3 separate regions of the Mus musculus genome follow, and all the other regions are linked to region 1. The links are chromatin contacts, called in public Hi-C and HiChIP or PLAC-seq maps. All regions are on one chromosome and are shown on one strand. Each heading gives the region's core, a stretch centred on a gene start, on an enhancer-like site or on the middle of the called end of the contact. The rest is flanking DNA. Distances are from core to core; before and after follow the strand shown. Region 1 has its middle 64 kb from the start of Cmpk2. Region 2 has its middle 26 kb from the start of Gm30290. Region 3 has its middle 8.6 kb from the start of 4933409F18Rik.

What was found. Hi-C and Micro-C count contacts between places; a contact is called where the count stands out from the background. HiChIP or PLAC-seq counts read pairs in DNA pulled down with a chosen protein or histone mark.
Region 2: a contact with region 1 is called in an H3K4me3 HiChIP or PLAC-seq map of embryonic forebrain, with 4 times the contacts expected there. The contact joins two enhancer-like sites. A contact is called at or near these places in 4 of 115 datasets of contacts at active chromatin or transcription factors (embryonic basal ganglia, embryonic forebrain, embryonic midbrain and 1 more).
Region 3: a Hi-C map of stem cell-derived motor neurons shows a contact between it and region 1, with 8 times the contacts expected there. The contact joins two enhancer-like sites. A contact is called at or near these places in 2 of 484 Hi-C or Micro-C datasets (the N1E-115 cell line and stem cell-derived motor neurons) and 2 of 115 datasets of contacts at active chromatin or transcription factors (differentiating embryonic stem cells and embryonic forebrain).

The regions. Positions count from the first base shown.
Region 1 is chr12:26,531,516-26,534,997 of GRCm38.p6, reverse strand. No RefSeq gene overlaps it. Among named protein-coding and RNA genes, the nearest start is that of Cmpk2, 64 kb to the right of the region's middle. Within about 2 kb of position 1,842, at least 45 of the 459 cell types and tissues checked have an H3K27ac peak or open chromatin away from gene starts, as enhancers often do. A contact at or near this core is called in embryonic forebrain and stem cell-derived motor neurons, where this site is marked.
Region 2 is chr12:26,901,709-26,905,190 of GRCm38.p6, reverse strand. No RefSeq gene overlaps it. Among named protein-coding and RNA genes, the nearest start is that of Gm30290, 26 kb to the right of the region's middle. Within about 2 kb of position 1,975, at least 48 of the 459 cell types and tissues checked have an H3K27ac peak or open chromatin away from gene starts, as enhancers often do. A contact at or near this core is called in embryonic forebrain, where this site is marked.
Region 3 is chr12:26,841,387-26,844,868 of GRCm38.p6, reverse strand. No RefSeq gene overlaps it. Among named protein-coding and RNA genes, the nearest start is that of 4933409F18Rik, 8.6 kb to the right of the region's middle. Within about 2 kb of position 1,923, at least 13 of the 459 cell types and tissues checked have an H3K27ac peak or open chromatin away from gene starts, as enhancers often do. A contact at or near this core is called in stem cell-derived motor neurons, where this site is marked.

The sequences.
Region 1 (3,482 bases), core at 593-3,092:
ATGCTGCTCACCTAGAGAAACCATCCTGCCTCAGGAAGTGTGGGAATGAGGAGACATGACTCACTGAGCCAATTAAAGTGGGAAATCCCCATTACTGATCAGGATCTGCCTGCTTGTTTCAATTAGGAGCAGCAGTGTCCCCCCTTTCCTTCCTAAGCAGAGGGTCCCGGGGCTGTGAGGAGATGGGTCTGGACTCCTTCGAGGGAAAATGTAAGAGTGCACAACTGGAGTCAGAAGTCTCACACTGGCTGGCCAGAGCTGGTGGAGGTCAGAGCTGCACAGAAATGTTTGAAGAATGCCCGTCAGGAGAAGATAAATGCTTCCTGCTTGCTGGGTGTGCTCTCCCTTTAACTCTTCTCAGTCCCATCTCTGTGAGACCCTGCAGCCCCTTGCAGCTGTGACCTCTCTAAACTGCCAGCCTCAGATGACTGACACTTCATCAATTTTGCCTGAACTGCATTTACAAGCCAGTCTCGGGAGGATTGGCCAAGTGCACCAAGCATGGGGGCATTTCCCTACCGGAGCCAGATTGCTGCAGAATGAGGGGGCTCTTCCCACCTTCTCCCAGTGGCCCGGGCAAACAGCCTAGGGGCCTCCCCGCCAAAGGGAATGAACGGACCTCTGATTATTCCTTGTAAATTTTTCATGAGGACATCTGCCCATGCTCCTCTCCCTCTGAGTACCTCTCTCTCTCAGTCTCTCTCTCCTCACCACCTCCCTCTCTGTGTTCTCTCTTCTCTCCTTCTCACTCTCTCCTCCCCCTCCTCTCTCTCCTCTATCACTCTCCCCACCCCCACTCAGGTTTCATCTCACCTCTAACCCTTTCTCCTCTCCTTCCTTCCTCTCCCTCCTGTTTTTCTCTCTCTCTCCTCCCCTCCTCCCTCCCCTCCCCTCCTCTCCTCCCTCCTCTCTTTTTTATGTCTCCCCGTTCCTACCTCCCCTTCCTTTTCTCTCGCCTCCCCCTTCTCCTCCCTCTTTTCCCTCCCTCCCTCCCCCTCTCCCTGTGTTCAGACTCCTGACAACTCATGAAAAACGAGAGTCATTGGGCCTCAGCCGCCATTAGTCAAGACATGCCTGATGTGTGAACGTGGACCTCAGGCTGAGAGGGGCCAGGCTGCAGGGACTGGTCCTAGAGACAAAAGACCAAGCCGGATGGATATTATAGATAGGTAGGCAACAAAGCCTTCTGGACCGGTAGGGTTGGTTCTGCAGACAAGGGGCTCTGTGCTTGTACATCAGTGTGGCCCAGGCTTTCCCCGATGAACACTCTTGTCTCCCTGGCTCCTTGATGTGGCTCCCTGATCGAGGGCAGAGTCCAAATCCAAACAGAGAGATTGGAGATACACACACACACACACACACACACACACACACACATATGGTGTCGAATGCGCCTTAAATATCAAAATATATTAACTCTCATGTAAGGAGTACAGGGGTGGGGAATAAGCCTCAAAATCCTTTTTTCTGTACAGTTCAAACTAAGGACCTACAGCTCTTTCTCATTACTGCGCCCAATCATGCCGATGTCCTTTTTGTGCCCCCTTTGAAGTGACATGTGCTTCAATTTATTTTTAATCTTCTAAGTGACGTCGGGACTGCAGCCTGTGCACACGTGAAGTCTCTGCCCTTCTTGGCTGTTGTCTAAAGCAGTTTGGGCCACAACAAATCAGGCACTCAGTCCAGAGAGAGCCCAGGAACGATCTGAGGCCGGGGAGATGCGCAAAAGTGCTGCGCAGAGGAGGCAAAGTCATTAATAAACCCTTCACCATACACACCTTCCCTACCTTTGTGTAGGTCCTGGCCCTGGTCCTTGGGGACCCGCCATGGAGACACTCTGTGGAGCAACAGTGCCACCCAGTGGACAGTACTGGCAAATGACTGTCCCTTCTCTCTGCAGTCTCCCTGGGCCCTAATATCACATCTTTAAGCAGTTTTCTACATGAAAGGAGGCCTGCAACTGATTCAAAGCCACCTTGCCTTGGAAACCTGAGCATGCCCATAAAAGGCAGTGTGCACAGAACATTGAGGAATGTTTTTCGTTATGTTGGGGGTCTACCCCCAGCAGCTACTCTGGGGGGGGGGAGGGTAAGGGGGGATGTCAAAGGAAAATAAAATTAAATATACTTTTAAATCATACTTAATTTACTAATCAGTTCAAATAAATATGTGTATATACAAATGTGTGTGTGCGTGTGTGTGTGTGTGTGTGTGTGTGTGTGTGTGTGTGATGTTTGTCCAGTTACAGTCTCAGTGTTTAGTTGAAACATAAATTACATTAGCCCAAGCTCTTGTAACCCTCAGTATTGAGGGAAAATGGCTGAAATATCATCATATTTGGAGTTAGGCAGTGAGGTCAAAGTCTTGCCTGTACATAGATCTCACTCACCTGATAACCTGGACGGTTTCCATTTCCCATCTGCAGTCTTCAGTCACCCAGAAGGAGGCTGACGTGACAGCCAACGGTGACTTGCCCTATGCCTGGCTAGGTTCTGACTCTGCCTATGATCTTGAAACCTTCCCTCCCCTCTCTCCTTGGGTATTCCCTTTTGTCTTCAAGCAGAATCCAGCCCTTCACCCCCTCCTGGAGCCTTTTCTCCTCACGCCTCATGAATGTTGGTGAGGTGAGCACATTACATGGGCTTAAAAACTCCTAGTGAATCCACTGGTTTCCAAACTCACATGCATCCCGGATTGGGAGGCAGAAAGCGTCCTACAGATAGGGAATCCAGCCAAGGCCTGCCTCTTTCTGAGTCATCTGCAGTACAGAGTGGACTTCTCATACATAAACAAAAAGGATGGTTAATGCTTATTTTAACCAGTCTGTTACTTGAAGCCTTTAAATACTGCCCTACGGCATCTTGTAGAAAACATCGTTTGGTGCAGACTTTAAATAACTTAATATAAAATCATCGTGAGGGGAGGAGCTGAAAATCATCAACTCTGTGAAAGAATGTGAAATATGACCTAAAGTACATTAGATCCAGATCATTAAAGTCATCAAGTCATCGTCTTTCTCGTCCCCACCCACTGCAATGACTGACTTTGCTTACTGCCGTCACACGCCCTGCAAGGCTCTCAGTTGAGGAACTGACTCCATCAGATGGTCTATAAGGCAAGTCTGTGGGGGCATTTTATTGATTGATGTAGAAGGGCCCAGATCACTATGAATGACACGGACCCTGGGAAGGTGGTCCTGTGGTACAGAGAAAAGGAAGCTAGGCAGAGGGAGAGTGGGCCAGCAAACAGTGCTTCCCCTGCCTCTCAGTTCCTGCCTTGAGTTTCCAGCTTGGCTTCCTCAATCGTGGACTTTGGTCCACGACCTTTGGTCATGGAGCTTGTCACAGCCACAGAATAGCAAACTCGAACAAATGGAAAGGAGCAGCCTGCCCATGTCTTGTCCTCTAGGTTTTTGGGGCTTTATATTCTGAGATTGAGAGCATCACACTGGCTGTGATGTGCCACCTTGTGCCATTTTGATG
Region 2 (3,482 bases), core at 726-3,225, 370 kb before region 1:
CACATGCAATGATCACCTGCTAGGCAAACTCTGACTCTTTTGGCTACTTAGTTTCCTGTTGTGACACAACCTAGTACCCAAAAGACTTCAATTCTCAACAAGACCCAAACCACGGCAGCAACTTAACATCACTAAACCTTTGCAGAAAATCGACACAGTGACTTAGCCATTTCTAATGCTGCTCCAGCCTCCTTTCTACAAAATGCTCCCTCGGAGTTGCCAGTAATTTCAAAAGTGTTTTGAGAAGTGCTCCTCTGACCACTATCACCAGCTGCTATCCCTCCTCAAAGGACATCACTAAGCCAGAACATGAACTATGACACTGGCTTGTTCAGATGTCTCCGGCAAGTGGAGGTGCTTTGTCATTTTATACTGCCTAGAAGTCTTCTCTTATTTCCTGGAAGTGTGATGTCCTGTCTAATTTTCACCCAGCACTCTGGGGCCCTGTGTGTGCCACAGACTGGCTTGGAAGAGACCAGCGATTGCTTTGTGTACCCCTTTCTCTCTGGAAGCCTCATATGTAGACTCTGAGGACTTCAACTTCCTTTGCTAAAGGGAAAGGCAACTATTTCCTTACATTGCTCTAGAGCAGGCTCCCTACACTGTGGGTAATGACGTTTGAAAGATCAATCATTCACTATGACATCTTTAGGCCACAAAGAGTCTGACAAGGTTACGCTGTACAGATGATGATGGTGGTGGCGATGATGGTGATGATACCACACATTATCCTGCACTCCACACACATGTGTTTGACTGAACACGACACCTCCACCCTGTCTTGCCATCCTGGATGTGCTTCACCTTTGGGGTCCTAGCCCTTTTCCTGGCCTATGCATACAAATTTCCTCCTTTTGGGGAGCACTTAATTCCCCATCAGACTGACAACTTGTTTGTACAGGTCCTGCAACTTGACCCTTTTTGTTCCAAGGTCATGACCTTAAAGCAGCATCCTGTTTCCCTGGCCCACATGGACAATGGTTAGAATGAACATGTATAGAATGCCTTGCCACTAAGCAGGATTCACCAGCCTCTATCTCTCTTGGTGAGGAAGCTTTCCATCACCTGGTCCTCTGATGTAGTATCTGTAGTCTCATAGCTTTTTTCCTGGCCCCCATTGTTGGTGAAGAGAGGGAGAAGCCTGAACGGAAGAAGGACCCCAACCCTAAGAGAGAATCCATAGAGTCTGAGTTCTTTGAGGCTCCCTGGCTTCCAGCTTTCCTGGATTCATTTGTAAATATTCTTTCTGGCCCCTCAGGAAAGAAATAACAAGTAGGGTTCTGCAAACCGAAAAGCCAATCACTCGCTGTCTACTATAGGTGCAGGTGGCTGCCCCGCCCAGCACTAAATCAGGGGAGGTTATTAATATGCTAAAAGCACCGCAGCCAATTGGCTCCCATGGCGACAGCTCTGCAGCCTTCATGAATAACCCATGCAGCACCTGGAGGCATGAAATCTTAAGCAACCACAGTGCAGGCAGCCTTGCTGGACCCGGCTGCTGCAGCAGCTGCGGTAGCAAAGGCGAGCAAGGGCGTGGCTCCTGGTGTGCACTGTCTTGTGAGTAGCCCCAAGGTCTCAGGAGGGTGCCCGCCTGGGCCACGTGCCAGGAGAAATAAAGACACAGGGTCCAGTTCCCCGTTGAAGACAAAAGCAAACCGCGGAGTTTGTGCCCCGTGTTCTCTTCACGGGTGCTGTTTGTCAATGTTGCCATTATCCTACAGACAAGGGTGGTACAGAGCTTTGGATGGCCTGAGTTGTGTTGGAAACCTGCAACTTACGTACATCCCCCTTACCCATGACCTGCGCATGTACGTTTTCTGTCTGTCAGTCTCTCCTCCCTGTTCTTGCTCTGCAGGTCTGCTTTTTCCCTGGGACAGAAGTTGTGTATTCACGCCAGCATCAGCACTGTGCGAATGTGCACTTTACACTACGAGGCTGGAGCTTAGACAGGAATTCTCCATATCAGCTTATTCCCTCTCCACTGAGAGGTGTGTCTTCTCAACAGAATCGATTTCCAGCCTCAGCCTTCATCTTTCAAAGTGGCTCTGACTGCTTCTAAGTTGGGATGCATTCATCACTCTGATGAGCACTGGGTCTCTGTGCTGGTATCTTCACGTGTAATTTAAATGGCAGTGGTCTCTCTCTAATTTACACCATTGTGCCCAAAAGCCTCCATGGGTTCAGGAGTCCTTCATTTTCCTCTTTATTCCTGATGGGGATGTTGACTCTCATTCTTAGTTTCCCTATTTTAAGTTTTATAGACACAAATCACAGGACAAAAGAGAAGAAAATTTGTGTTTCTGAATGGATGGTTGTTATAAACCCAGAATCCTGCCCCACCACCCATGGTGAATAAAATAGAAATATTTTATTCAGAGGTATTCAACTGAGGGAAAATTACTTTCAGGGTGATAGTCTGATGAAATATAGTCTGTATGAATGCTAAATGTGACCAGCTAAAGTAAACGACTTCGTGAGGAAAGAGAGCAGAGGCACCCTGAGGCTGTGGGCAGGGCTTCTTAGCTCTGACTTTGGGTTCTACCCTCTGTGCTGGATCAGTTGTCTCCTATGCTCAGGTGAGTCCTTGCCAGGTTTAGGAAGACACGGGTGTTTTGAGAACTTTCAGACTCTCATCCCACCCTGCACGCCCAGAACTGAGATGAGCCATGTATCACACCTGCTGGACTCTTCTCTCAGGCCTGTGGCAAAACTGAGCATCCAGAGAACCCCAGGGAATGACCCCTCAGTCCTCTCATTTACTCTTCTCAGATGGTCAGGTATCATACATACCTTTCTAGAAAGCACACAATACATTTTTGAGAAGTTCTTGAAAACATGTTTCATACCCAAATAAGTTGAAAGCATGAATCCACACCAAACAAACAAATGAAGAGCCCCCCCCAATGAAAATAACAACAACAAAAGAACAAAAAACTTTTATGCCAAGTTTATTGTAGCTTTATTCATCATTGTTAAAAATTGAAAGCAACCAAGATATACTTCTGGAGGTGAATGGATAAACTATGATGTATTCCAACAGGCAGAATATTATTAAGACCTAAAAAGAAGTCTATCAAGCTATAAAAAGACATGGAAAAACTCCGAACACATTTTTCCAAGTGAAATAAGACAAATTGAAGAAAGCCATTTATGTGGCATGATTCCAAATTATGAGATAGTCTAGATGTGCAAAAGTGTTGAGAAAGTAAAAATGCCAGTGGTTACCATGGGGATGTGGGCAAAGAATGGACAAAGATGGAATCTGCATAGTGTGTTGGGGAAGAGTAACTATTCTGTGGGTTGCTATCATGATGGATACATGTGAGTACACTTGGAAGAATACATACAACACAAAGTATCACACATGGGCTCGAGAATGGAAGCTATGCACCTTTAATAATAATATATCAGTGTGGTAAGCAGTTAAAAGAAGAAAGCTAGAAATTTATTTTAGGGTTCCAATGGGGTTGCTATGTGTGGAC
Region 3 (3,482 bases), core at 674-3,173, 310 kb before region 1:
CTGCTTTACAAAGAAAATCTAGCCCATTTTGATCTGGTAATTAACTGAGCTATTTAGCCTGGTGAAGGCTGAGCACCAGGTGTCGGTAGAACCGTTTCCCCATGGCACCATTACCATGATTCGAACCACAAGCTGGTCTAGAACTAACTGGCTTCACTTCTGTAGGAGGAACAATGGCCACCATGTGAATACCAGTGCTTTTCGGATTTCTCAGCATTGGCTTCAGCACTGGCTTCATTAATATGAAACTCTTATATTGATCCTTTAAGCTTACTAACAGGGTTTACATTAATAACACTCTGGTTAAAGGGACAGAGTAGTCCCAGGTCTCCGCTTTAGAAGACAGACCTGTTATGAAGATAAACATGGAGAGTTCTGTACCTCACTGTGAGGTTTGAGAGGGGGACAGAGACTCTGTAACTCAGAACGTCATATCCTAGGGCCACCAAAGACATTAGAGAGTGTCAGAAAGGCGGCAGCATTATAAGGCAAGGGCTGACAGTACTGAGGGCAGACTCACTAACACCTCTTCAGTGTCTCTGTCTTTCCTGTTTTGTTGTTTCTCAGAGTTGCATGGTCAGTGAGTAAACTGCAAGATAAAGAAAGAAAGAAAGAAAGAAAGAAAGAAAGAAAGAAAGAAAGAAAGAAAGAAAGAAAGAAAGAAAGAAAGAAAGAAAGAGAGAAAGAAAGAAAGAGGGAGGGAAGGAGAGGGGAGGGAGGGAGGAAGAAAGAAAGAAAGAAAGAAAGAAAGAAAGAAAGAAAGAAAGAAAGAAAGAAAGAAAGAAAGAAAGAAAGAGGGAGGGAGGGAAGGAGAGGGGAGGGAGGGAGGAAGAAAGAAAGAAAGAAAGAAAGAAAGAAAGAAAGAAGCAAGAAAGAAAGAAAGAAAGAAAGGGAGGGAGGGAGGGAGGGAGGGAGGGGGAGGGAGGGAGAAAGAAAGGAAGGAAGGAAGAAAGAAAGAAAGAAAGAAAGAAAGAAAGAAAGAAAGAAAGAAAGAAAGAAAGAGAGAAAGAAAGAAAGAGGGAGGGAAGGAGAGGGGAGGGAGGGAGGAAGAAAGAAAGAAAGAAAGAAAGAAAGAAAGAAAGAAAGAAAGAAAGAAAGAAAGAAAGAAAGAAAGAAAGAAAGAAAAGAAATGATGTGATAACCATCAGTCTTGGTGGTCATGAAAAAAGGTAAAGTTTGGAAGAATGTTCCATTCCATACCCTTAGAAAGACCTTTGGAAAACAAGCATAAATTTTAGAATACGATGTGCTTACATCTAAATATGATTTTTGTTACTTATGAGTTGAATGACATTGGACAAGCTATTTTTCTCAATAAGCCTGGCTTCCTTGCTTGAAAAAATGGGGGGTTTTATTACTTGCCTAATTGGATGCTGTAAATAAAGAAAATAGCACACACTTGTGACAACTTCATAACCTCTTTATAGACATGTGTAAATATCTTTAACTCCTGAGTCTGAAGCTAAGAAGAAATGGAAAAATCTAAACCTTCATCTAAAGACTGTGTGAACCTGCATCTGAACTGCAATCTTGCCATGACTGAATATACACATTCTAGAAAGTAGGCTTCATGACAGCCATCAGATAAACATTCTAATGGGAGTGCTTATTACAGGAGGCAAGGAAACACTGTGACTGCAGCAAGGTTCACTGAGAATCCCTGGGCTGACAAACCTGTGTTTATCTGCTTGAATGTAAACAGGGCCAATGATGTACTAAACAAGCTTAGAATATCACAGGACAAGCTCTTGAAACTCAGCACAATAGAAGCTCAAGAAACACCAGCACTGGGCACAGAACAACTCCTGCCTGCTCACAAGCTCAGAACTAGCAACTAGCAAAAGCACAGGGCTCTGCTCAGAACAAAGCAAAACTCAATCTTCCCTACACATTCCTTTATGGTTCCAGAGAGAACGACCTTGCTTAATACCTTGTCCTCCATAAAAGGAGGTCATCCTGCGGTCAGATCATAGAAACCCGTGCCCCCTGACACTGAGTCACCAATCTCTGACGAGAAGTGGCAGAGCCTTGCCTGCAATTCATCCACTTAGCTGAAAGCTCCTGCGTTCCTGAGACTGCACACTGCAGTTCTAAATCCCTGTCCATGTTTCCTACCTAGTAAAGCTTAATGGAATTAGGGTGTTATATGGAACAGCATTCATCTTGTCTTTTAATCATTTCTGAATGAATCCAAAGTGTTTTTATAAAACAATTCATCAATGATTAAAACGCACTAGAATATATTTATATTTGTTAGTAAAATATGATGCATTGTTTATATCATTATAGGTTTTCCTAAGTAGAAAAACAAAATAGATGGTATATAGATAGGTGATAGGTAGATAGATAGAAGATAAGTAGATGCATGAATGCATACATATCTACACACACACATACACACATATATATATAAACAAATATACATATGCACATATATACATATATATGTAGATGATGGGTGATAGATACAGAGATATTTAGGTAATAAGTCAACAGAAAATAGACAGACAGATGGATAGATAGATGATAGATAGATAGATAGATAGATAGATAGATAGATAGATAGATAGATAACCAAAATCTATAGGGATGGAATTCTTTTCTTCAAAGATTGGGAATAATGAAGTATATCTACTGACACTATGTCTATAAAACACTGTCTTAGTGGTCTTAGTTAGCTAAGTGAACCAAATAAATAAATAAAAGGCATGAATATTGGAAAGAGAAAAAGTACAAAATTGAAAACTGTCATTTTTCATAGATGGTGTGATTAGCTAGAGAATGATCACAAGAACCTACAAACATGTTAGAGAAACAATGGCAAGTTTATCAAGATTTGAGAACAGTGCTAACATCTACCAATTAATGATAATTCTATGTGCTTGCATTAAAATTAGAAAATGAAATAAAAAGTAGCATCAGTAAAATACCACCCAAAAACTTATCACATATAAAACGGGGCAAATTCATTCAAAATCTACATGCTGAGAGCACTGGGGAAATATGAACCCAAGCACGTCACAGCCCTGAAGTATCTGCTTGAAAAGGTGGTATGTATTAAAACTCCTTAAATACTACTATGATAATTATAATTAAATATCATCAAATGCAAGCATTTGATTTCATGCCAGAAAGAGGTGTGTTCATTCCACAATGGACCTGGAATAACACAGGAAGTTAGGAGGAACCACACATGATATCAAATCTGCTCGATAATCCCTGACAATCAGCCAATGATACTAAGAATGAGTAAGCATATTAATCAACAGAAGAGGGCCACAGATGTAATGGTCCCCAGCTGTTTCCCCAAGAAGACAGAATTCAGGTCAGATGTTAATATGTTAGAAGGAGAAAGTGGACTGCCTTTAATATTTAGAACTATGAAGACCAAAATTGATTCAGGAATTTTTTTTCTAATAAACAATTTGATTCTTAGCTAATAGAATATTTTCATGTGTAAGATTTAGACTTGTGGTCTTCCT